Linked DNA regions of Mus musculus: region 1 is linked to region 2. The links are chromatin contacts, called in public Hi-C maps. All regions are on one chromosome and are shown on one strand. Each heading gives the region's core, a stretch centred on a gene start, on an enhancer-like site or on the middle of the called end of the contact. The rest is flanking DNA. Distances are from core to core; before and after follow the strand shown. Region 1 has its middle 41 kb from the start of Nt5c1b. Region 2 has its middle 140 kb from the start of Nt5c1b.

What was found. Hi-C and Micro-C count contacts between places; a contact is called where the count stands out from the background.
Region 1: a contact with region 2 is called in a Hi-C map of the C2C12 cell line, with 1.9 times the contacts expected there. The contact joins two enhancer-like sites. A contact is called at or near these places in 1 of 15 datasets of contacts at CTCF or cohesin (the NIH/3T3 cell line) and 2 of 484 Hi-C or Micro-C datasets (the C2C12 cell line and adipose-derived mesenchymal stem cells).

Annotation. Positions count from the first base shown.
Region 1 is chr12:10,325,689-10,331,868 of GRCm38.p6, forward strand. No RefSeq gene overlaps it. Among named protein-coding and RNA genes, the nearest start is that of Nt5c1b, 41 kb to the right of the region's middle. Within about 2 kb of position 3,888, at least 32 of the 459 cell types and tissues checked have an H3K27ac peak or open chromatin away from gene starts, as enhancers often do. A contact at or near this core is called in the C2C12 cell line and adipose-derived mesenchymal stem cells, where this site is marked.
Region 2 is chr12:10,230,043-10,236,305 of GRCm38.p6, forward strand. No RefSeq gene overlaps it. Among named protein-coding and RNA genes, the nearest start is that of Nt5c1b, 140 kb to the right of the region's middle. Within about 2 kb of position 1,284, at least 27 of the 459 cell types and tissues checked have an H3K27ac peak or open chromatin away from gene starts, as enhancers often do. A contact at or near this core is called in the C2C12 cell line and adipose-derived mesenchymal stem cells, where this site is marked.

The sequences.
Region 1 (6,180 bases), core at 2,638-5,137, 98 kb after region 2:
TGTACTAAGGTCAAATCTCCACATAAAACCAGAGACAGTGAAACTTATAGAGGAGACAGTGGGGAAATGCCTTGAAGATATGGGCACAGGGGGAAAATTACTGAATAGAACAGCAATGGCTTGTGCTGTGAGATCTAGAATCTACAAATGGGACCTCATAAAATTGCAAAACTTCTGTAAGGCAAAAGACACTGTCAATAAGACAAAAAGACCACCAACAGATTGGAAAAGGATCCTTGCCAATCCTAAATCACATAGGGGAGTAATATCCAATATATATAAAGAACTCAAGAAGGTGGACTCCAGAAAATCAAATAACCCCATTAAAAAATGGGGCTCAGAGCTAAACAAAGAATTCTCCCCTGAGGAATACACAATAGCTGAGAAGCACCTGAAAAAAAAAATGTTCAGCATCCTTAATCATCAGGGAAATGCAAATCAAAACAACCCTGAGATTCCAACTCACACCAGTCAGAATGGCTAAGATGAAAAATTTAGGTGACAGCAGATGCTGGCGAGGACATGGAGAAAGAGGAGCACTCCTCCATTGTTGGTGGGATTGCAAGCTTGTTCTACCACTCTGGAATTCAATCTGTCAGTTCCTCAAAAATTTGGACATAGTACTACCTTAGTACTAGGATCCTGCAATACCTCTCCTGGGCATATATCCAGAAGATGTTCCAACTGGTAAGAAGGACACATGCTCCACTATGTTCATAGCAGCCTTATTTATAATAGCCAGAAGCTGGAAAGAACCTAGATGCCCCTCAACAGAGGAATGGATACAGAAAATGTGGTACATTTACACAATGGAGTACTACTCAGCTATTAAAAAGAATGAATTTATGAAATTCCTAGGCAAATGGATAGACCTGGAGGGCATCATCCGGAGTGAGGTAACTCAATCACAAAAGAACTCAAATTACATTTATTCACTGATAAGTGGATATTAGACCAGAAACTTAGAATATGCAAGATATAAGATACAATTTGCAAAACACATGAAACTCAAGAAGAATGAAGACCAAAATGTGGACACTTTGCCCTTTCTTAGAATTGAGAACAAAACACCCAAGGAACGAGTTACAGAGACAAAGTTTGGAGCTGAGACTAAAGGATGGACCATCTAGAGACTGCAATATCCAGAGATCCATCCCATAATCAGCCTCCAAACGCTGACACCATTGCATACACTAGCAAGATTTTGCTGAAAGGGCCCAGATATAGCTGTCTCTTGTGAGATTATGCCGGGGCCTAGCAAATACAAAAGTGAATGCTCACAGTCAGCTATTGGATGGATCACAGGGCCCCCAATGGAGGAGCTAGAGAAAGTACCCAAGGAGCTAAAGGGATCTGCAACCCTATAGGTGGAACAACAATATGAACTAACCAGTACCCTGGAGCTCTTGACTCTAGTTGCATATGTATCAAAAGATGGCCTAGTCTGCCATCAGTGGAAAGAGAGGCTCATGGGTCATGCAAACTTTATATGCCTCAGTATAGAGGAACACCAGGGCCAAGAAGTGGGAGTGGATGGGTAGGGGAGTGGGTGGGGGAGGGTATGGGGGACTTTTGGGATAGCACTGGAAATGTACATGAAGAAAATACCTAATTAAAACAAACAAATAAACAAACCAATGTCCTCAATGCCTAACATGGTTTGTGACTCAAGGGGAACACCCCATAAACAGTACCTATATGAACGTTTTCATTCCCCCACTTCACAGAAGATCACTAAACCATGCCAAATCTTGTAGAAGATTGAAATAAGGTCAACTAAAGAATGAGGTTCAACAGGCAGGCTCAGAGCCTGGCTGAGGTCTCCTTCCCAGATTTCAGCTTGCAGGGAGAACGTGCTAGCTCATCTCCCTAACACCAAGCACCTTGTAGAAAACAACACAGATACAACTACAACTACTTTCTAATTTAAAAATACCCAGATCTAATGCAGATCCCTCTACTAATGTCAAATGACTTGCCTTCAGGCTACAAACATGACAGGCATCTACTTCTTGTTTTGACAGATGAAGTAACAGATCCGCGTTGTTCTGAAAGCACGCCACGCCTTTCCCCGAGAAGCAGGAGGCACTGCAAACACCGAGATGACAGTGACGGATTTAAGGTTTCATATAATTTTCTTTTTTTTTTCTTTTTTTGAAAACTACTATGGAGTTTGCGGGAAGCATGATTAATAGCATAAAAATTGCTTCTATCTTTGGCTAACAAGCATCCGGTAATGAATCAAGTCATCAGGATTGCAGATAACGTGTACTCTCTGCATGCTCAAATTTCTGAAAGATGACATGATTGTGAGTGGAAACATTCCAAATTCTGAAATATTTATTCAGCAGTAAAAACAGTTAAGATGAAACAAGGCAAGGAGAGCTGCCCTTGTTCTGGAAAGAAATACGTACATGAGATGCGAGCACGGGAAGTGTGAGTCCTTCCTAAGGAGTCTGGGACATCTCTCAGGACAGACATGTGAATAGTGGCTTATTCTGAGCCTTTTTATATTTCTTTTATGTTTTAATTTTTTATTTATTTATTTATTTTTTATTTTTCAAGATAGGATTTTTCTGTGTAGCCCTGTAGACCAGGCTGGCCTTGAATTCAGAGATTCACCTACCTCACCTTCTGAGTGCCGGGATTAAAGGCATGTGCCACCACAGTGCAGCATCTTTCCCTATTTCTAAGTTGCAGCACTCAAAGGATAGTTTATATTAGCTTGGAATTCTAAGACTAAAGTTAAATTGAGGATTACAAAATATCAGCTCTGGACATTAGCTCATATTCTCTCTCTCTCTCTCTCTCTCTCTCTCTCTCTCTCTCTCTCTCTCTCTCTCTCTCTCAGTTTTCCTCAGTCTGTAGCCCTTTAAACTCTAAACAGTAGGATTATATGCTGTGCCTAATGACATTGGCTTGTAACAAATTGAAGACTGCCTGGGCTATAGGGTAAGAACAACAAAGCCTCACTAAAATCGTAAAAGGGATGAGTATATATTTTAGTGATACAGTCCTTGCCTAGAACACATAATAACCTGAGGTTGATCCTCAGTACTACTGAAAGAAACAAACTGTATTATTAAGACACAATGCAATACTTAAGAGACTGAAATGTTACAGAAGAAATACATAGTCAAATTGAGGCCAATTTGTACACATCCATTATTATGTTTGACCAATTGATTTTTACAGTGTCTAATCAACTTAGACTCAGGGAACAGAGTCCAAGATTCCAGATTGAATTAATTTACAAGATTTGCCTTAAGCCTACTTCCTCTTAAGACTGTCCTCCCTTCCTTCTAGATTCTAGTATCACTGGGTTCATGAACTCAAATGATCATTTATGATAATATATCATACTTTTCAACCAACAATGTTAATGTAAATAAGCAAAAGCAAATTATTTGCTAAAATATAACCAAAGGTTATTATTTTTATGATATCTAGCCTACAATATACTAGAATTCGTGGCATAAGATGTAGAATTCATGAGTTAAGAAACTTTTCACATTAAACAGGGTTACCTGCATTTTGAAGAAGAAAGGTAAAATAGAAAATAAAAAGAATTTATTTATTATTTCAGTATTTCCTGAAACAAAAATATTAATAGAGATGTACAATTATATTTCATTTTTCAAGTGAAAAAAAGTAGGAAAAATACTGTTAATCTAAATTGAATTTGGTAGTATACAAAACTACCTCATTCAGTACAGGGCTTTTTAAAACACACGAGTTGATACTCTTGCATATGTCTAACCTTAATAACATTAATGCCTTTAAAGTAGGAAAGCTGACAGGAAGAAACTTTCTAGCTCTGAGTCTACTCAGTTTAGGGTGACTCAGGATACTTGCTTAACCTCATCTTCTTCTCGGAAGCTCTCGTAGCCCATAGCCTAACCACACAATGTATTACTCATATCCATTCTCCTGAAAGCAACAGAAATAGAATTATCTTTCTAGTGAAAGTAACTACCTCTTCTTCCATCTTATTCAATTAAATCCAATGTCCTTACAGGCTGTGTCACTACTAAAGTATTTCTGGGTACTCCCTTCAAACTGTCAGTGGTGAGAGCAAGCTGCAAACAATGAGCATAGTATTTAACTCAGGCTGTCAACATTCCCTGAAACTTAGTGACTTCCAATAGTAATAATTTCCAATTAGATTGGCATGAACTCCACCAGTATGGTAGTTAGGGAAATGACCAAAGTTACTCACAGTGACTTCATGAAACTTTGACCCTATGAGTTATAATATCTCAGTAATTATAACTACTAAAAAGCTATAAATATCATTCTCATTTTACAGGATTTAATGCTAACATTGGATTGCACCATGTGGTTTTACTGAGTTCCAAAATCTTGGTTGTATTTCTCTCTTTCTTCACTCCCAATAATACACAACACACAAGTAGTTACTTTGATGAAAACAGAAATAAGTTGCATAAGCAATGCCATATCGATAATATAACTTAAAATTCCCTTTCAACTCTCATCACTGAGATGGATCCATGGAATGGTAGACAGAATCCATGAAGCAGGAGCTCAATGGATTCTCTGTTGGAAATGACGTCATTCTGCCACGTATCTGTCACTAATTGTGAGACCCTCTGAACCCCCAAGCTCATCATGATAGCAGATTGCTCATGCATTTGCCACTTCTGGCTAGAATGCTTATCTGGGAAGTAAAATTACTTTGAGATCACAGACTTAGGAATAGAAGGATATCTGGAGGTTGACTGTTCTGTCAAAAATTCTTTATAGTAATTTGAGATCCTTTTATGCATATTTAAAGTATCCACTGAACAAGTCTCCTATAGTTTTATTGAAAAGAGAAGAAAGTGATATAAACCCATTTTTTTAAAATGAGTTACAATAAAGTTTTAAAGTAATCTGAATGTGGTAATAAGCTTAAACCTTGGAGACAGACAGACAGACAGACAGAGCTGGAAACTGTTCTTACATTGATACTTAACATTTATGGCACAGGTAGGCATTTACTCCAAATTAAATGAGGCTTGGTCTTTATAACACAGGCATACAATATCTACTTCATAGAATTGTAGTACTTATGAAATAAGAATATAATATCTGCTTTATAGCATTACTATGACAACTAAATGAAATAATCAATGTCCAGTTTACTCACAAAATGTACTGTTATTCTCCTGTGAACTAAGAAAGACACTATGAAACCATAGTCATTACTGAGTATGACTTCGAGGTCTTCAGACTCTCTTCCATATTTCCCTCAGTTGTTATAAGGAATTATAGCTCTCTAAAGACAAGTTAGTAGTACATTACTTGATTTTCAACTTTTAACCAGTTACTCTGAGGTCAATTTTAGCTGCAAAATCATTATCACCAAATATTCTGTCAATCTTCCATTCTTTCCCTTCTATCCTCAACATAAACCATGAATGAAAGCACCATCACATACAGATAGGAACCTATGCAACCTAATCAAAAACTATTTGGCAGGAACTGGAAATGTCAGGAAATCAGGAGGGAAGAAAGAAACATGAGGTAACAAAAATGTTTGGGCCTCAAATATGAATAAGATAGATGGCTCACACTAGGGTTCTGCCAAAAAATGGTAGCATAGAGTGATTTGTTTTGGATGAGGTTTTCTGACACAATAATTCTTGTTTATGTGTAATTTTACAGTGTTTTGCTTGGAAAACACAAAGGCTCTCAGAATACTACCTCAAATTCTTTTAAGTTAACAGATATAATTAATAGTTTCAGAACTAGAGCAAAGTTGGCACAGAGGGGAGAGACCAGGGTATGAGAATGGTGTCAGTAGTAGAGCAATGGCAGAAAAGCAGTAAACTCTGGTGGGAACATCAAGAGACGAGCTTGTGGTGTTAGCTCTTCCTTCTGGTCCAGAAAACTGACTAGTATCTCTATATTCTACCCACAAGACTTTTTCTACCACCTCTTCTCATATAGAGAGAGAGCAGGGACACTCTCCATCCTATCTTTCCATGGAAACTGAATAAACATTAAAAAAATTGTAAAAATCTCGGTATCTGTGGTGGTCTGCACCTATGCTATATTCTCCTGTCCCTTAAACTCCATTGTTGCCACTTTCTATGTGTTATCATGATTAAGTCTTGTGATTTTCTTTCTAGGAGTATGAGGTATAAAGCAACATATCTATGAGTCTTTTCCACTTAT
Region 2 (6,263 bases), core at 34-2,533:
AACCCTAAAAATAACAGTGAACAGTAATTTTAAATCACATGTATCTTAGCTTTCATTCTTCCATTGTGTAAAATAATAGAAGGCTATTTAAAAAGACCATTCTTCAAAAATCATACGTCTTCTTCACTCTCATGGCTTTCCAAGAAAATGTGATCTCTTCAAACTTCTTTTGTGCCTGTTTAATCAAAAGGCCACCTGTAACACACATGGACTGACTGAAAACCAAGTTGTTTCAAACAATTGTTGAAAACAATAAGCAGCACATTATTTCAGAATGTAAATAAATATTATGTTCTGTGTTATGGGTTTTGGATCTTTGTATCCATGTAAGCAAAAATGGGGTCAAATGGAAAAAATGCAATATTTGAAATCAGAAACTAGGGACTTAAAAATCCAAATCTTATATTTGTGGTTATTGAGTATTCTCATTCATGTATCACAAGAACCAGGTATCATAATTATTGTCTGTAACCACAGGGCTAGAGAATTGGAGACAGGAGGATAATCAGTTCAGACTGGTTATCCTTGGCTATATAGCAAGACCAATTTAGGAACCCTGCCTAAAATTAACAAAGTTAAAGAGTAAAGTCGGTAGGAGCACTTTAGCACATCCATGTACCAGCGCACACAGTCTTCTGCTAATTACTCTGCAGTTACTTCTCTTGTGGACTCTTCTCACCAGTCATGGGATCTGCGTCTGTGCTTTTCATCCCCGTGTAATCTGCAGCCCGCATCACATCCAGCTCCTTCTCTCCTGCCTCTGTAGATTTTCATCAGCCAAGACAAGAAGCCAGGTGGGACAGACTTTGTGAGGGACAGAACATGGGGGCCTGATGGAGGTGAGGAGAGATGGGAGGAAATGTCAGAGTGTTGGGAGAAAGTATGTTGATGACGCAGTAGGTGGGAAAGCTGGTCTGGTTAATGTCCGAGGTGTCCCAACACTCCAGACACTGCTATACTTACTCCTGTGCCACTGGAGTGAAACTTTTCTTAGGATCACTAGTCACTCAGCAAATCTTTTTTTTTTTTCCTTGAAGTTTTGCAAAGCGCATTTCCTGGCTCCAGGATTTTGCCACTGATGCCTATACAGACCGTTACTTTTATATTCTTTTGAAGCTATGTGTTTGTTTCAGGCAAGGCTTACATAGAAAAACTTAGGATTAGAAAAAAACAAAACGAAAAAGTAGTTCTAAATCATGGCTCTGAAGAGCAACAACTAGACTACGAGACATGCTTTAGCAAGGACTCCCTCAGAGGCACTGATGATGTCAGAGATACAAATAGCACGGCCCATCACTCAGCTGCATGCCTCCTAACCACAGAAGCACAGACATACACTAATGGACACATGGCTGCCTGTTTTTAGTGGATCTGCTACCAATTCTGTATCAGCATCTTTGTGTTTTTTGGCAAACTCAGGAAAGAGATTGCTAATCTTAGCACCCTAATTGGGGAGACTATCTGCCTTCTTTCGAGATTTACAGTTCCCAAGGTCTAAGGGGCACCCAGCTTATGTCCTGGCAACTCATTGCACGGCTTTGTTACTATTTGGAAACCACTTATTAGAATCTGCTTTAAACGTTATGGGAGAGTCGCTGCTGGTGTAAAATCATCCTCTAAGTTTTACTGAAGACATTGACCTTTTCTGTTCCCTTTCTTATGTGCATAGAAATCCAGTATGCCTCAGCCTGACATGGTCCATCAGTCACGAAAATGTGACACCCAGAACAGCAGCTGGGGGTGGGGAGGGTATAGAAGTACAAGAGCAGCTTCCTTACCCTGCCTGTGCTTTGAGCTGCACACCAATCTGCAGCTCCATTTTCCTTTCTTGGCCTTGGGCCCCTTCTTTCCGGCACTCTGTTTCAAAAAACATCACAAGCTTTGCAGGTGGTTTGTGTTGCACCACAGCTCGTATTCCTGACAGATCCTACGTCTGCACATTAATACTCCTCAATACTTCCAGCCTGAAGCTTTCCCAGACACACTGGCCTAAGAGCCTCAGAAGCAACACATTATATGGCTTGCTACACAGGAATTCCTTCTGGGTCTGAAGGTTGGAAGGTCATAGTGCTTTAAACAAAATAGGCTTCATGGCCACTTGCCTATGAACTTTAAGGTATTTGACTACATGAATAAGAAACCAGTCTTCTACAAAGATGCTGGGCAGCGCTGAGTTACCACAAGCATGAATGATTATCAATGCTACAATTACAATCATACAGTGCTTAGAAAATCAATCAGTAAACATTTGTTAGGTCCTTCTCCTCTATGTGACATTATCTAGTTTAAATAATATATTTCTTTTCAAAGGATATCACATAAGGCCAGTGATTATTTATACAATTTATAATTAAAAGAATACCTAAAACAATGTAATCTGGCAAAGGCTATATATACACTTAGTTTAAGGACAGGCAGGGCAGGACACTAAACCAAGATAAAGGGTTCCTGAGTTCAGGCTAGCTAACCCAACTTATTCATTCAGAGACTGAAAAACAATGAAGAGAATGGTGTTAACTGGCAAAGAGATGAAAGGAAAAAAAAAAAGCTCAGCAATTGACTTCTACATTGTTACAATCTGTCATTTGAGGAGCCATTGGAATAGTTTGCTGGGCTGGGGAGCGATTTTTCTCATTTTACTATTTTGCATTGAAATAAAGTGGGATACCTTAGTTTGAAATGTGTGAAAACAAAGTTTTCAAGCTTTAGCAACAAATACAGAATGGTGGAGCAAGGGAGAGTTTCGTCTCCCAGGAAATCTGGAAATAAGAGAAGAGAGAGCTATTCCTAAGGGTCCTGAATAGATGAGTGAAGTGACTCTCAATAAATCAGACCTTTGGAGACAACAGTCAATAAAAAGAAGGAGTACAGAAGCCGCCCCTGGGGTGTCCATTCTTTCCTTTTTTTTCTTAAAGAACATGATTTTGTATTAACTCTATGGACACATTTATGGTGACTCCAAATTGCTGTTACTTTAAATCTAGAATTTTATTTTAGGTTCTTACCCGGAGAAATTTGGAGGTAGTAAAAGATATCAGATTAGAGAAGGAGGGGAACATTCAAGAAATACCGTGCATTAACACAAGGCTCACCCTATCCCTTGGGGACTGACATCAAGCCACAGAAGAATTAGCAGGAGTGGAGAGTGGGGGAGCCCTGTCAATTGCCTGTTGGAAAAAAATTGACAGAGGGTCCAAGCCAGAGGGTTTCTTGAGAAGAGAGGGCTGGAGGACTGCGGAGGTCCACAGTGCATAACTAACCCAAGATTTAGATATAGGCTGACAGATCCGATCTCAGAATCACACTGGAACTGACCACAGCTCCTGGCCTCCATGCCTCATGGGAGGGCCCCTTCCATTTTAGTGTGATTAGAGTAGAAGAATATCTATGGGTCTTGTTCACAAGACAGCTCTGGGAACATTCTCAAAATGTACATCTTCAATCCCTTATCTAGTTTTTGTTCAATCTACTTGCTATTTGGGTAAATGACTAAGAGTAGAAAATCATGAAGAAGCTTGGTTTGGGGAACATAACCTTATAAAGTACACAGTCATGAACTTGCCTTCTTTGGAATTAATCTGGAAGTATTCAAGTATAGAAATGACCAAGCTAGTACAAACTAATTATTAGCTAAATCCAAGATTTCAACTTATTTGTTTTAATTTTTAGCACAGTGATCAGTCATGATAATAATATTCATGATAACTGGGTGTCTTATTGGACACATAACAAGAAATGTCTCTATACATAAAGTAGTTGTGAACTATGAAGGAAGGATGGGACAAATTAAAATACTCTTTCTTCCTGTCCTATGAGAAATCGCAATCTGATTGAAACCAGAGAAATGAATCTTACCCTCACATGTTGTTTACATGGTGGACTTGGACCAAAAGCACAAAGCAATGTGGGAAATATACAACAGGGAAGAAAGTACTTGAGCTTTCTTGGACTACAAATTAAATCCTTCATCTGGTCCCTGGCTCGCACAATGATCTTAGTTCATTTAAGCTTCTATGAAACCCCATTTATTAAATAGGATATAATAGAGATGCTTTACGTCTCACCTTGGAGCCTGGAAATTTGAGATCTAGGCAAGGTAGATTCAGATGCTGAGGTGAATGTGTCTCTGCTATGGCCATTTATCTATCACAATCTTACAATATAAAAGGCATAAAACAGATCTCTGATGCCAATTGTAAAGGTATTAATCCCATATGCTAAACAATTCCCAAAGGGTCTAGCTCCTTATACCACTCCATTGGAGGTTAGGATTTCAAACTATGATCTATGGAGAGACACACCATTGTGAATATCACAGGAAGAGATGAAGAAAGAAGACAGTTTGAAAATATCTCATATACCTTAGATAACCAGGATCCACTGTAAATGCCACACAGGATTCAGTAGGTAACTTAAGTCGTCAAAGCTTCCCCAAGAGGACCCTGCTTTACACTAGAATCCATGTGGGATGTGAAAATTGAATGGGAAATAAATTGATTGTAGAAAACAGAACAAAAAAAAATTCCAGTCACCATCTTAGCACTAGTAGATGGAGAAAGAATCTGATATTGTCAAGCCAGCACAGGTCGTTCACAGGTTTGCCAACTAAATTTATGCCACCTGTGAGGTCTGAAAAATCTCAAGTGGACAATTTAATTTAAAGCGGTCCCAGGTCACTGGTGCCCCAGGAAACTGGTAGAAGCAAACACAAATCACTTCTTGGGGAATACTAATTCAATGCAGGCCTCTAAGACTTCTCCCAGATAATGTTCCAAGGAAAAAAAGAGGGAAAAATGTATATACAGAAACAAAGTACCTGGAATGGAATTCAGGAGAAACAGTTTCCTAAATATATCAGATGTCATCATTACTAAACCTATAGTAATGATGACATATGATATATACATACTCTGTTTGAAGAAACAAAGGGAAAGAATGAGAATGTGAGCAAAATAAATGCCAGTTTAATATATAAGAATATTTTATATTTTTACTTGTTTTCCTTTTATTGAAAAAAATTCATAAAACATACTCTGATCATTTTTCTCCTCTCACATCTTCATCTAACTGGCCTTCTCTCTCTCTCTCTCTCTCTCTCTCTCTCTCTCTCTCTCTCTCTCTCTCTCTCTCTCTCTCCCTCCCTCTCTCTCTCTCTCTCTCCCCTCTCCTCTCCACTTTATCTTTCACTTGATTTAAAAAAACAAAAAACAAAAGGATAAAAAAAAGTCTCCCCAACAAACACAAGCTACAGAAACTGAAATCAATGTATATCATCAAAAGGCCAATGGGGGGAAAAGCCCAAATAAAGCAAAATGAGCCAAAATGTCTACAATAATACAACTTTGTTTTATGTGATACAACTTTGTTTTGTGTTGACCAACTACTCCTGGGCATGGGGCTTACCCTGAAGGATGGTTAATATACCCAGTAAGTCTCAAGTGGAGAAAACTAATTTTTTCCAGCTGATATCAACAACAGATAGCTTCTTGACTAGAGGTGGGAGTTTGTGTCCACGTCCCCTCAGCACTGGGACCCTGTCTGGTTTGAACCTGTGTAGGTGCTACACATGCTGCCAGTCTCTGTGAGTTTATATGTGTGTCAGTCTTATTTTATCTGGAAGACATGGTCTCCTTGGTGCCATCCATCACCTCTGGCTCTTAGAATCTTTCTGCATCTTCTTTATGTGGTTCCCCGAGTCCTGAGAGGAAGGATTTGGTGAAACCATCCCATTTAGGACAAAAGGCTTCAATGTCTTTTACTCTGAACATTGTTCAACTATGGGTCTCTGTTTTAGTTCAAATATACTGTCAGAAGAATCTTCTTTCATGATGGTGGAGTAGGACATTCATCTATGGATACATCACAATGTCATATCTATTTAGGAGTCATATAAATTGCCATGTTCCCTTAGCAAAACAGTAGTACTTGGCTTCCATCTAGGACCATTGCCTATCTAAGTCTCATGTTCTTGGTCACTCTAGCAGTGTTGGGCATGAATTCTATCTGATGCAGTGGGAATTAAGTACAATCAGAGAGTGGCTGGTTACTACCACACAATCTTGCCACTACTGCACAAGCATATCTCACAGGTAGGTGACGACTCTATATTTTGGGTTCTGGAGCTGAGTTGATGATTACTTTCTCCTCTGGCAGTACACAGGGTGCCTTGCAGCACCAGAAAAACAGTCAATGAGGTGAAGCCTCTATTTAAGGGCAAGTCCAATGCCTTTGTTTGTAATGGGATATATATGTCTTGTCTCCAG